Linked DNA regions of Sus scrofa: region 1 is linked to region 2. The links are chromatin contacts, called in public Hi-C maps. All regions are on one chromosome and are shown on one strand. Each heading gives the region's core, a stretch centred on a gene start, on an enhancer-like site or on the middle of the called end of the contact. The rest is flanking DNA. Distances are from core to core; before and after follow the strand shown. Region 1 has its middle 16 kb from the start of NFATC1. Region 2 has its middle 23 kb from the start of CTDP1.

Region 1 (5,464 bases), core at 2,684-5,183, 180 kb after region 2:
ACACTGTGCTTTTCTTCTTGAAAATTGTGTCAATACTCATAACAAAATTGACGATCTTAACTGTTTTTACATGTATATGTCCCGGCGTCAGGCACACTCGCCCCGTGTGTAGCCATTACACCACCGTCTCCAGGGTTTTCTCAATGGCCCAGAAGGAAACCCGGCCCTAAGAAGCACTAGCTCCCGCCCGTCCATTCTCTGTGAACCTGCTTTTGTGTCCAGGCCCTGCTGTTCGTGGGGTCACAGGCTTTGTCCCTTGGCAAAGGCTTATTTCACTCAGCGTCACGTCTCCAAGGTTCATCCAGGTTGTGGTTTGTGTCATTATTTCCTTCCTCTTCGAGGCTGAATCACATTCCCTTGGGGACATGAGCCACATTCGTCTGCTCAGCCAGGGGCGGGGCTTCAGTTGTTTCCACCTTCCCTGCCTTGGGCACCAGTGCAGGTTTCCCCTGAGACCCCACCTTCTGGAGTGGATTTCAGGATTGTGCATGGTCCTGGGTTTGGCTCTGGGGACACTGGCTGGTGCTGGCCTTGTAGGTGTTGCTGTACCAGCCTCAGGTTGCAAGGACTCACCCCTGGAGGAGACCTCTCAGGGCCCCAGCAGCCTAACCTCAGGGGTGCAGATGCAGCGGGGAGGGGTGGTGGGGCCCCAGGCTGCTGCTCCTGGGGTGCGGTCAGCTCAAAGCTGGAGCCACTTCAGAGAAGATGCAGTGCCTGTCACGGCACAGGACGAGAACAAATCATCTGGGCCTGGGAGCAAAAGGCAGTGTGGCACCTGCAGGGGCTCAGGGCCTGGCTGAAGCTAAGAAACAGCGCAGGATTCTCTGGTCCTGGTCAGAAGGAGCTCTGTGGTTGCCTCCCCTGTGTCCCCATCTCCTTGTCCCTCTCTCCCTCTGTCTCCTTGTCTCTCTATCCCCTCTGTCTCTCTGTCCCTCTGCCTGTCCCTGTCCCTCTGTTTCTGTCTCTCGTCCCCTCATCGTTGCTGTGTGATCAGCACATTGAGCTCACACCCTTGGTCCTCATGAAAGTGTCCTCCAGATCAATCTCTGCTCAAGCTGGGCACAGAGCTGCCAGGTGGGCCAGAGCCAGCCTTGGCGGCCCCTCCTAGGCAGTGTGATGGGGCCCACAATGGCCTGGGGGTCAGGGCAGCAGGGGAGGAGGCTGGGGTCTGCAGCCCAGTGGCTCACCCACCAGCCTAAGGGGCAGTGTCACTGAAATGGCTGCAGTGTCCACCAGGCACACCAGCTGGCTGTCTACCTGCCCGTCCACCTGTCCCCACCATGGTGACCCTGTTTCCTGATTCACATGGGTGCCCCGGGCTAGAGGCTCTGAGGACAGCTCATCCTGCAGACCCTTAGGACCAGGTGCTGGGTGTCAGGGTGGGGTGGGTGGGTGACTGGAGAGTGGGAGTCCAGGCTGCGGGGGCCTCCAGGGAGGGTTTGCCTCACTGGCTGTGACTTGGGATCCCCCCGACCCCTCTGAGCGTTGCTTCCAGATCCAGCCCGGGCCCCTTTCTGTCACCTGCCCCTGTGTTGTGGGGCCTACACGGGTGCCTGGTCTCTCACGCCCTGGGCCACCCCCAGCTGAGCCCAAACCTGGACCCACTTGGCAGACGAGGGAGATCAGTGCTTGGCCAGGGCACCTGCTTTCTTCTTGCTGCCATTTCAGTTTCTTACCATTTGATCACAAACTGGGGATGGGAGGGTGCGGTCAGGGGGCCAAGGAGAGAAGGGGAGAGAAGGATGAGAATTCCTGAGGGAACCAGTGTTTGGTGGGACAGTGGGCAGAGGCAGTCAGAATGTCCCAGCAGTGCGGGTGTGGAATCAGTGGCCCAGAATGTGTGCCCATGAGGGGGGAGGTCCCTGGTCCCCTGGGAGGCCCTGCTGGGAGGAGGCGGCCACTCAGTGGGAAGAAGAGTCTTGGGTCACAAGGGGCCCTCAGCCCTGCTGAGGGTCCTGCCACGGGCTTCATGCCTAGAGGTGGCTGATGGGGGCAGGAATGGACAGCCCAGCTGGGGTCGGTCGCTGGATGCACCCACGGTCTGTCAGTATCACTTCCAGGGAGCTGCTGTCACTTCCCCAGGGGGCCCCAGGTGCTACTGCCTCACAACCATGGGGACTGAAAACAGGCTCCATAAAGAAACAAGAGCAGCTCCTAGGACTTTGACGAGATGAGAGGCTGGAAGGCGGTGATGGTACATCCCCTCCCTGGCCCAGCTGACATTTTCCAGAACCTTCTCCAGGACCTTCTTCAGGACCTCCTCCAGGAATTTCTCCAGGATCTGTCCCAAGGCAGTGCTTGGGTGGAGGGCTGGGGGGGTGTGCCAGTTAAACTTGACATCTGTTCGTTGTTCTGTTCTATGATTGTGAACAACAGTAGAACTTTCCAGGCTGGGGCAGAGGCTGTGAGATGTGGTCCAGTTAGTGGTAGGTTTGAGTGAAGGCACAGCTGCCTTCCTGCTTCTGTTTGAGGAAAATAGTAAGAATGACAGCAACCTTTCTCCTGGAATGAGACCCCAAAGTCATCATCATGACAACAGCCTCCAGATGCTCAGAGAACCCTGCTGATAAGGACCAAGGAGTGACAATCAGGGAGTGACAATCAGGGCCACTCAGGACAAGAAGATCTCGGTGTCTGATGGACATAGGGTCCAGGTGCCTGAGACAACAGTTGAACACTTCATGGTCAGCTCACTTATGTGTGGATGGTGCCCCCTGCGGTTGTGCCAAGAAGCCCCGGGCTTTACAGAAACCACAAAGCAGGTCCTGGGAACCAAGTTTAAACTCAGAGGCTCCACTTAACCACCCAGGTGTCTGACTTTTCCCAGGATGCTGGACATGGGGAGGAGGTCCCTGGCACAACATGGTCATGAGGCCACAGCCCCAGATCCTGGCCCACTATTACATCATAGACTTAAAACCGTCTGTGCTTGGCCGGTAACAGTGCTGCACATTCAGGTTGGGAAGAGACAAGCCTGATGTGATGTGACAGGAGCCACTTTGCTATTGAACGAACAATACCACAGTGCCCAGGTGTCACCCATGGCTGGGCAGGACCGTGGCCACACTCCTGTCCACCCAGAGTCTCAGGACTGGGAAGCAGTCTTTGTGGATGCAAGTAGTTAGGACTAGGCTATCCTAGAGGCTGTGAGACAGGTGTCCTCACAGAACCAGGACGGGAATCTGGACACAGACATGCAGAGAGCCCAGGCGTGAGGATATAGGCAGAGGTCGGAGTGGTGTGGCCACAGCCAGGAGCATGACAGGACACTTGGGGAGGGGCGTGAGGGTCTCCCCTGGAGCAGGGGTAGCAGGGGATGGTGGCCCTGGACACTGTCATTCCTGACTCCCCCAGAACCCAGCGGGGAACTTTTCGACACGTGGATCCTGGGCCCAAAGGCCTCCACCCGGAACCTGGGACCCTGCCTGGGACAGCCCCTTGGTCTCTGCTGGGGGGTGGGGGTGAGTGGGGGAGAGGCTCCGCTGTGGTGGGGGATGTCACCATGACCCAGGAATCCTTCTCACGGGGCCCTGTGTTTTGGCTTCTGGGTGCGTGCCTCCCAGGCCGGTTTGAGTTTAGCCTTTTCTTCCTCTGCTCAGAAGTTGTGTCTGCTCTCTGGCCCCTGGAGCTCCAAAGCCCTGCCCAGGCCTCAGCCCGGAGCCTTTTGGCCTCGAACCCAGCTCTCCCTCCAGACCCAACCAGCCACTGCACCAGGGGACAGATGGCAGAGCTCAGGCAGCTGGAGGAGGGGGACAAGGGGCGATGTAGGTCCTGGCCTCCTTGCAGGGGTGCCCGCCTCCCTGGAAGTGGACACCACATGTCCCATGGTGGCCAGTGGCCCTTGGTGGGAGCCTCAATGGCCTGGGACCAAACCCAGATGCTGCTGGCAGAGAGGACAGGTGGTGACCATCCACATCCACGAGTGTCCTTGAAGGGCCCTGCCACACGCAGGACTCAGCTTCTGTGGCCTCCTGGGAGCCAGGATCCTGATAGCCACCAGCAGAGCAGTCCTGTGGCCCCTGTCCAGGTCGACTTTAGGGGAACAGACCTTCAAAATGCTGAAAGCATTTGTCTTCAAGGACTGTGCCACTCAGGCTTCATCAGGGCAAGTGTGGGGGCCTCTGCCTCGAGGGTCCCACATCCTCAGGGACCTTGCAGGGACCTGGCTGGCATCCCCCTTTCCAGCTGAGGCCAAGAGGTGAGGGTGGGTGGGCCTGGAAGCCATTTCCAGGAACAGAGTTGGAAAACAGCATAGGGGTGGCGGGTTCCTCTGTCTTTAAAATCATGTAGCTATAAAATTTGGAAAATTCTGCTATTGAGTGTTTTTAGATTCAGGAAAAGGGATACAAGATCCGGTCCTTCTGGGCCCCCCGGTTCCGCTCAGCCACTGTCTGAGACTTAAGGACAGAACCTTCCAGACTCACCTGGAGCCTTCCTCCATCAGGAAGGGGGCTGTGGCCCAGGATGGGCGGGGGAGGTGGGGCCGGCTGGCAGGTCTCCCTGAAGGGATTAGGAGCCACATGGCTGTTCACAGGGGAAGGCGCCACGTATATCCAGACGTCCGTGGGTGCAGGCAGGTTATTCCAGGTGACAAAGTCCAGGTCCTCGGGGAACCACACTTTCTGCACTGTTCCAGCCCAAGGAGACAGACACCCTGATTCCTCAGCAAAGAGGAAGCAGCCTGGACCTGCTGCTGCCACGCCGCATTTCTGAGCTTCCAGCACCGCCTTCTGGAATCGCCTGCAATTACAGCTGCTGCCAGTGGCCAAGGCGTTTCCTGTTTATTGGTGCCTGCAGGAGCTGGAGGAGCAGGGCCTGCTTGGTCCCAAAAAACCCGCGACCTGGGGCCATCAGGAAAGTAGCTATGGCACCCCCTTCCTCGGGTCACCAATTGGTGTCACCTGCCTGTTTTGCCCTGGGCCCATCCCAGCCCCACTCCAAAACTCAGGCCACATGCTCCTTGCCCAGCTCCCCACGGCCAGAACATAGGGACACTAGGACAGATGAGGATTTAGTGGAGAGTCAGGGAACCCAGCACAGCCCCTCCTGTGTGGACGCCAACTGCTCCAAGTGGAAAATGATTCCAAGATAAGGAGCTTTGGGAGAGAACATGCAGGAAGGTCCCACCAGGGTATGGACCTGCCCAGACTGGTGGGCGGCCTCCCAGCAGTCCAGGCTTGGCTGTGAGGGGGACACAGGACTGTCCAGAACAGGTGTTAAGGGAGCTGAGGGCTTGGCAGCTGCAGGCCTTGCGGGGTGGACCTGGCCACGGGGCCAGGCAGAGCTGGGAAGGACCCCTCCCACCTTGGACTGAGGACACTCCAGGCCTGCCCTGCGGCCCCCTCGCCAGGAACGGCATGCGTGGTCGCCTTGGAGAGGTGGCGCTTCAGGGGAACAAAGCCTGACCCTGGCCTGAGGGCACTGGTGACCCTATCCCCCCATGTCCCCCCAGATCTTACCTGCA
Region 2 (5,925 bases), core at 2,812-5,311:
CTCAGGCCCTGAGTCTGGGAACAGCGCTGGAAGAGTGGCCGGGAGGAGCCCTCCCCACAGTGAGAGCGGGAAACTTCCTTTCCAGAAACAGGCCATCAGTGCCAGTGTGCCTGAGGGTCATCCCTCCCTGAACCAGAGTCCTTTTCTCAGAGCACCCTCGGGAGGCCTGCCCTTTATGGAATTAGTGGTCACTTGTGCATGAGTGGGGACCTGTCTGTCACCATACACTCAGTGACACAGGGACCGGGGAGGGGGATGGACAGGGAGGATCTGGGAGGCAGCTCACACCTTGGAAGCCAGAGCCAGATTGGGAAGTGTGCACTAGTTGGTGGTCACATGGACACTGCAGCCTCCCGCTGACTCTCCTCTAGGAGTGCTCACCTTGTGTTCCCACGATGTTGGTGACAACCCTGTGAGGCAAAAGCCTTTTCCCACTTTCTCAACGCGGAATCTGACATTCGGAACAGCTGAGCAGCTTCATGGGTCCCAAAGAAATGGACTTGAATCTTGGTCTTCTAACTCTGGATCTTTCGCTGTGTTATAGTTTCTCGGAATCATTTCTGCCCCAGCACGAGAAAGTTCTTGCCCAATACATACGCTGAGTCTCCTTGTGTGGGGTGACCTCAGGCTTTCTGGTGGGGAAGGCCATCGGAGTGAAAAAACCTAAGACAGGATTTCCCTTCATGGCTCAGCGATTAACAAACCCAAGTAGGATCCATGAGGATGCGGGTTCAATCTCTGGCCTCACTCAGTGGGTTAAGGATCCTGCGTTGCCGTGAGCTGTGGTGTAATGTTGGCTCGAATCCTTCGTTGCTGTGGCTGTGGCTGGCAGCTGCAGCTCTGATTGGACCCCTAGCCTGGGAACCTCCATATGCTGCAGGTGCGGCCCTAGAATAGCAAAAAAAAAAAGAAAGAAAAAGAAAGAAAAAGAAACCCAAGACAGCGTGGGGTTTCTCTGGATCACAGTGCTGCAACCACAGGACGGGATTCACTACTAAGTCATTGTCTTCGCTCACACATTGTGGTGGTGCCTGGTCATATTGCATGAAAGGGTGTTTTTCCATTATAACCATCTGTCTGAAATGCTTGGGGGATACACATGCATTAAGGAATATGAAATTTTTCACAAGTAAATGAATAAGCTAGATAACAGAGTACCTGGTCTCAAAGAATTAACAAGCTAACAAAATCCTCCAACTTTACAAAGACCAGAGTTCTGTAAAGAAGCTGGTGTGGCACTGCCACCCTCGCTAGTTACCTCCAGTTCCTGGCACTGCCTTTCAGGTGTGTGTAGGTCACGTGCACTGCGTGGCTCTGGTTTGCATTCTTCCCTGTCACCACACTGGGGCACCATCAGACCTTTAAAAGCACACGTGTAAGCCGTGAGTGTTTCTGTAGGACAGTGTCCTCACATGGAAACGGCAGGACCCAGTTCAATGAACAGGGGAGAGGCTCAGGCTTTAGAGAGGCTGCCATGCTGTGCAGAGTGGGAGGCACTGAGGCCAGGGGTCCTGGGTGGGGCCTCAGGTGGGCTCACCCTGCTTCACTTGGAACAACAGACCATCCTGGTTGCAAGTGTGAGAGGAAGGCAGGGCCTCTCTGAGGTCGTCACACCAACAGCAAGTGGGTGAACCATCCAGCCGGGAGGTGGGGGCCTAGGTGACCCAGAGCTGGGAGGCCCGGGTGAAGGTTTGCAAGGGCACCCCCTTCACTGCTCCCCGCCATTTTCCACCTAGAAAGGGACCTAAGAGTCGTCACTCCTGATGAAAATCCCAGAACCCGGGGCAGCAGCATCAGAACAGCCTGTGGGTCCAGAAGGAAAAAGGCCCAGCAGGAGGTGCTGCTTTTGGCTGGGACGCCACCAGGACACCCGGACGCCGCCGAGGAAAAGCAGACTCAGTGGTCTGGCCTCGGCCGGGAGGCAGAGGTTCCAGAGCTGCCGTCTTCCTCCCTCCCTCTCATCCCCCTGTCTTCCTTTCTCTTCACAGATTTTTATTAGCAGAAAACCGATTTGTAGATGGTGTTGGTTATCAACGTCAAAAACAGTAATTACCAGTACATTTCAATTAAATGAGTTAAATTTACAAATGTGTAAAAAGTAGCTCAGAGAAAGATGAGCTCGCTTATTCAAATACAGTGGAAGCTGGGGATATACCAAAGAATTGACGCAGGATCTCAAAAAGATATGTGTGGTCCCCAGTGCACGGTCCCCTGAGCCAAAGTGGTCTGATGAAGAAGAGCAAAATGCAGTAAAAGACGAGGCAGTGTTGTTTATTGCTAAAAAGGAAGGAGATTCTGATTCAGGCAACAACATGGGTGAGCCTGGAGGACTTGAGCTGAGTGAAACGGACCCGTCACAGCATGTGAGAGACTTGGAGTGGCCAGATTCACAGAGAGTAGAGAGTGTGGCCAGGGCTGGGGAGGGGTGGTGGTGTGTGTAAGGGGGACAGAGTTTCAATCTTGCAAGAGAAGAAGGGTTTTGGAGATGAATGGTGGTGACAGATGCACAACAGTGTGACTGTACTTGGTACTGCTGAACTGTTTTCTTGAACATGGCGAGGATGGTACATTGTATGTGTCTTTTACTGCAATTTAAAAAATGCAGTGGGAGCTCCCCTGGTGGTACATCTTGTTAAGGTTCTGGCACTGTCACTGCAGTGGCTCAGGTTCAATTCCTGCCCTGGGAACTTTTGCAGGCTGTGGGTGCAGCCAAAAAAAAAAAAAAAAAGATTAAAAAAAAAAGAGTCAAAATTCAGGGAAGGAGCTAACCATTATCAGAAGGACCAGCCCTGTGGTGAAGCTGCCTTTGGTCCTTTGAAAGTGAGGACTGCTTTGGACTCATCAGTCTGCAGGCCCAGTCCCCCTCCCCTGGCAGACAGATAAAACGTGACACACAACAGAGTTGCCAGGACCCCTCTTTCAGGTGCACCCCGCGGGGTGTCGAGCCGCAGCGTCCCTGGGGTGAAGCTCCACTCTGCACTCCACCCTTGGCCTCATGGGGGCCACAATATTCATGCCCTTTCCTGTACTTTTCCCTCCGCATTCCATCCATCCCATGAGGGAATTCGTGACGTTCTTTACGTAGATGTCACTCTTTTCTTCCCGTCCCACACAGAGGGACCCTGAGCTAGAGGTTAAGGTCTTTTCCTCCCACTCAGACCCCAGTGGGTCTGGTCCTGCGGCGACTTGGGCTCAGGCCTGTCTCCCCACGATCCCTGCCACGATGCACCTCTTGGGCGGGAGAGAGTGTCCTGAGAGCCTCTCCAGCCCTTCAGAAGCTTCTCCTTAGCCCACGTGACCGGGTTGGAGAAGGAAAGAAAAGCAGTTAGAACAACACAGCAGGAGGGGCTCTAGAGGTGCAAGGCCGGGCAGCCCACCCGGCTTACACTGACCCAAAATAAGTGCCCTTATAGACACTTCTCAAGAGATGTTTTCACCCAAACGTTTAAGCCTATCACAGCATTTTAGGTCAGAGTTTCTAATTTAGAGTCCAGACATGGGCAAAGATGCATGGCAGAGCAATGGGAGTTGAACAGCACCTTCTCATTTTGTTTATTTATTTATTTAAGATTTTTATTTTTTCTATTATAGCTATATTTTTTCTACTATAGTTTCTATAGTTATATAGAACGTCTATCATACTTTCTCATTTTAAAAAGATAACATTTTTCACAAGGTTGGGACAATGCCGGGGGACCAGCCCAGGCCCCTTCTTTTCTGGTTCTGGCCCAGAGAGGCAAGGCCACCAATAGGAGGCCTAGAGAGGCAGCTCCCCAGAAACCTCTTGAGAAAAACCTGGAAGCTGCCCAACTTCAGAGCCCTTAAAAGCAGCGGCTTAGAACCTGGTGGACCAGCACATGGAAGATAAGTTTTTGTCTGAGCGCCACTCCAGGCTCTGGGATATGACACTGGTGTGGCCCCTCCCCCACATCTGGGGGTGTCACCAGACCAGAGTGGACATTTTTCCTGCCAGAGGCCACATGCAGGCCTCGGCCACTTGGCCAGGCAGCTGTGTCTCCCACTCTGGGTTGTCAGAAGCCAGCAGGCCCAGCCTCTCCCAAGTCTTCCAAGAACAGGACCCCCCAGAGCACCCCCCCAGCCAGCGCCTTCACTCCTTTGCACACAGCACAGCCGCTCAAGACTGTTCTGTCCCCACTCTGTGTGTCGAGTGAACAAGCTGGAGCAACTTCACAGAAGATTAGACCAAGAAATGCTTTTCCACCTGGAAAACAGAAATCAGACTGTCTCCTAAGCGGCTGGCCTCTTACCCCCGGGGGCACAACAAGAAAGTGCAGCAGAGCAGACCAGACCCGGGCCAGGTAGACAGCCTCTCCTTCGGGAGACACCGCCCAGTGGCTGAGCTGTGCCGGGTGTTTGGCCCCATGGAGCCTGCCTTCTCTGGGGCACATCCAGGAGAGGCACCCTTTGTGAGGTCATGTCCTGGTTCCTCTTTGTTATTAAATCTTAGCTTGGCCTGATGCAGCCATGACAGGGGCCCCCTGCCATCACCCTTGGCTGCTCTCTGCGCTCCCCCAACCCTGCCCTCCTGTCTACCCCAGCTCACAGAACACTCCCTCCTGGAGCTTGTGTGCAGATCTGATGCTCACATGCCCATCCTGGGAGGCAGCACAGACACAGAGATCAGCCCTGGCCTGGGAGCAGGGCAGCAGGATCCTGGCAGGATGGGCAGCCAGACATTAGCCTGGTTTTCCCGCTGGGTCTCAGAAATGCAAGCAAGAGGTGGGACAAGGAGGATCAGGTCACCAGGACCAGCAGATGTGGACCGAGGTATGGACTGTCCACACCCGCTGGTCCTTGGGGCCAAGGGTCTGCGGGCATCAGAGAGCTGTGCTCCTGCTCCGCCCTTGCCCTGGAGGTCCTGGATGGCTCTGTCTGCCCTCGTTTCCCTGCAGTCTGCCCTCCTTGGCGGTGGCGGTGCCCTCAGCAGAGGAATACTGGTGATCTGACCTTCCTCACTGGCCCCTCCTCATCATCTTGGCTCTGGGAGCACCGGGCGGCTCCAGAACTCCAGGCCCATCCGCTGGGACTCCTGGGGTCATTTCATCAACACCCAGGTCTTGTCAGGGCTCCTGCTCCCCTGAGGGTGCAGCATGGGTGACCTGGGTAGTTTTCATGTCGGCCCTATGGGGTGACCCCTGCTCACGGTGGGCACTGGGGGCCGGACGATGATGGGCTGCAGGAGTGAGTGCATGTGGGGGGCCAGGAAGGAAACCTCCTGGGAAGAGATGGAGGGGAGGGGTTGGAAGTGCAGCCAGCAAAGCGTCCAGCCCTTTACTTCCTTGAGCTTATTTCATGTTTTACAGAGAGTAAATTGGAGCACATAAGTTATTTTCCCTGAAAGTAGAATTCTGCCTCAAGATGGCCTGAGCCTTGTACTTGAGAGTTTTGCCCTAAACAGAAGTTGTTCCATATATGTTGACGCTGTGGTATCACCAAAGCCCTGGCAGGGAGCAAGCCTGTCACAGAAAAAGGATGTGATCCAGCCCTTTATAAATACCCACCTCCATGTCTGTCCTATATTTGCATCTTCGTTCAGATTTTGGGATTTTTTTTTTTTTTTTTTTTTTTTTTTTTTTAGTGTCAGAATTCTCATTTATTTTACTTCTACTTTTACTTTTCTGGACTCCATCATACTATTAAGAAATATTTTAAAATACAAGTATAAACTAATATTGAGTGTAATTTACCTTAGCTTCCTTAAAAGCCCACCATCCCGTGGAAACCTGCTCCCATGCATCAGGAGTAGGAAAATATTGTGAGGTCTGGTGGACAACACACAGGACAAACTGCTCTCCGGACACTGACTGTGCCTCGGAAAGAGGAAGTGTTTGAGCCCTGCAGGCCTGGGGTCCTTGGACATGACTCACCACCCTTGTGGCTGGGCATAGGTCCGCCTGGAGACAG

The links. A called contact is a pair of places that touch in the nucleus more often than the background predicts.
Region 1: a contact with region 2 is called in a Hi-C map of retroperitoneal adipose tissue, with 6 times the contacts expected there. The contact joins two enhancer-like sites. A contact is called at or near these places in 2 of 5 promoter capture datasets (fetal skeletal muscle and liver), 32 of 47 Hi-C or Micro-C datasets (adipose tissue, alveolar macrophages, blood and 14 more) and 2 of 2 datasets of contacts at active chromatin or transcription factors (alveolar macrophages and skeletal muscle).

The regions. Positions count from the first base shown.
Region 1 is chr1:146,016,313-146,021,776 of Sscrofa11.1, forward strand. No RefSeq gene overlaps it. Among named protein-coding and RNA genes, the nearest start is that of NFATC1, 16 kb to the left of the region's middle. Within about 2 kb of position 3,934, at least 9 of the 83 cell types and tissues checked have an H3K27ac peak or open chromatin away from gene starts, as enhancers often do. A contact at or near this core is called in omental adipose tissue and retroperitoneal adipose tissue, where this site is marked.
Region 2 is chr1:145,831,465-145,837,389 of Sscrofa11.1, forward strand. No RefSeq gene overlaps it. Among named protein-coding and RNA genes, the nearest start is that of CTDP1, 23 kb to the left of the region's middle. Within about 2 kb of position 4,062, at least 2 of the 83 cell types and tissues checked have an H3K27ac peak or open chromatin away from gene starts, as enhancers often do. A contact at or near this core is called in omental adipose tissue and retroperitoneal adipose tissue, where this site is marked.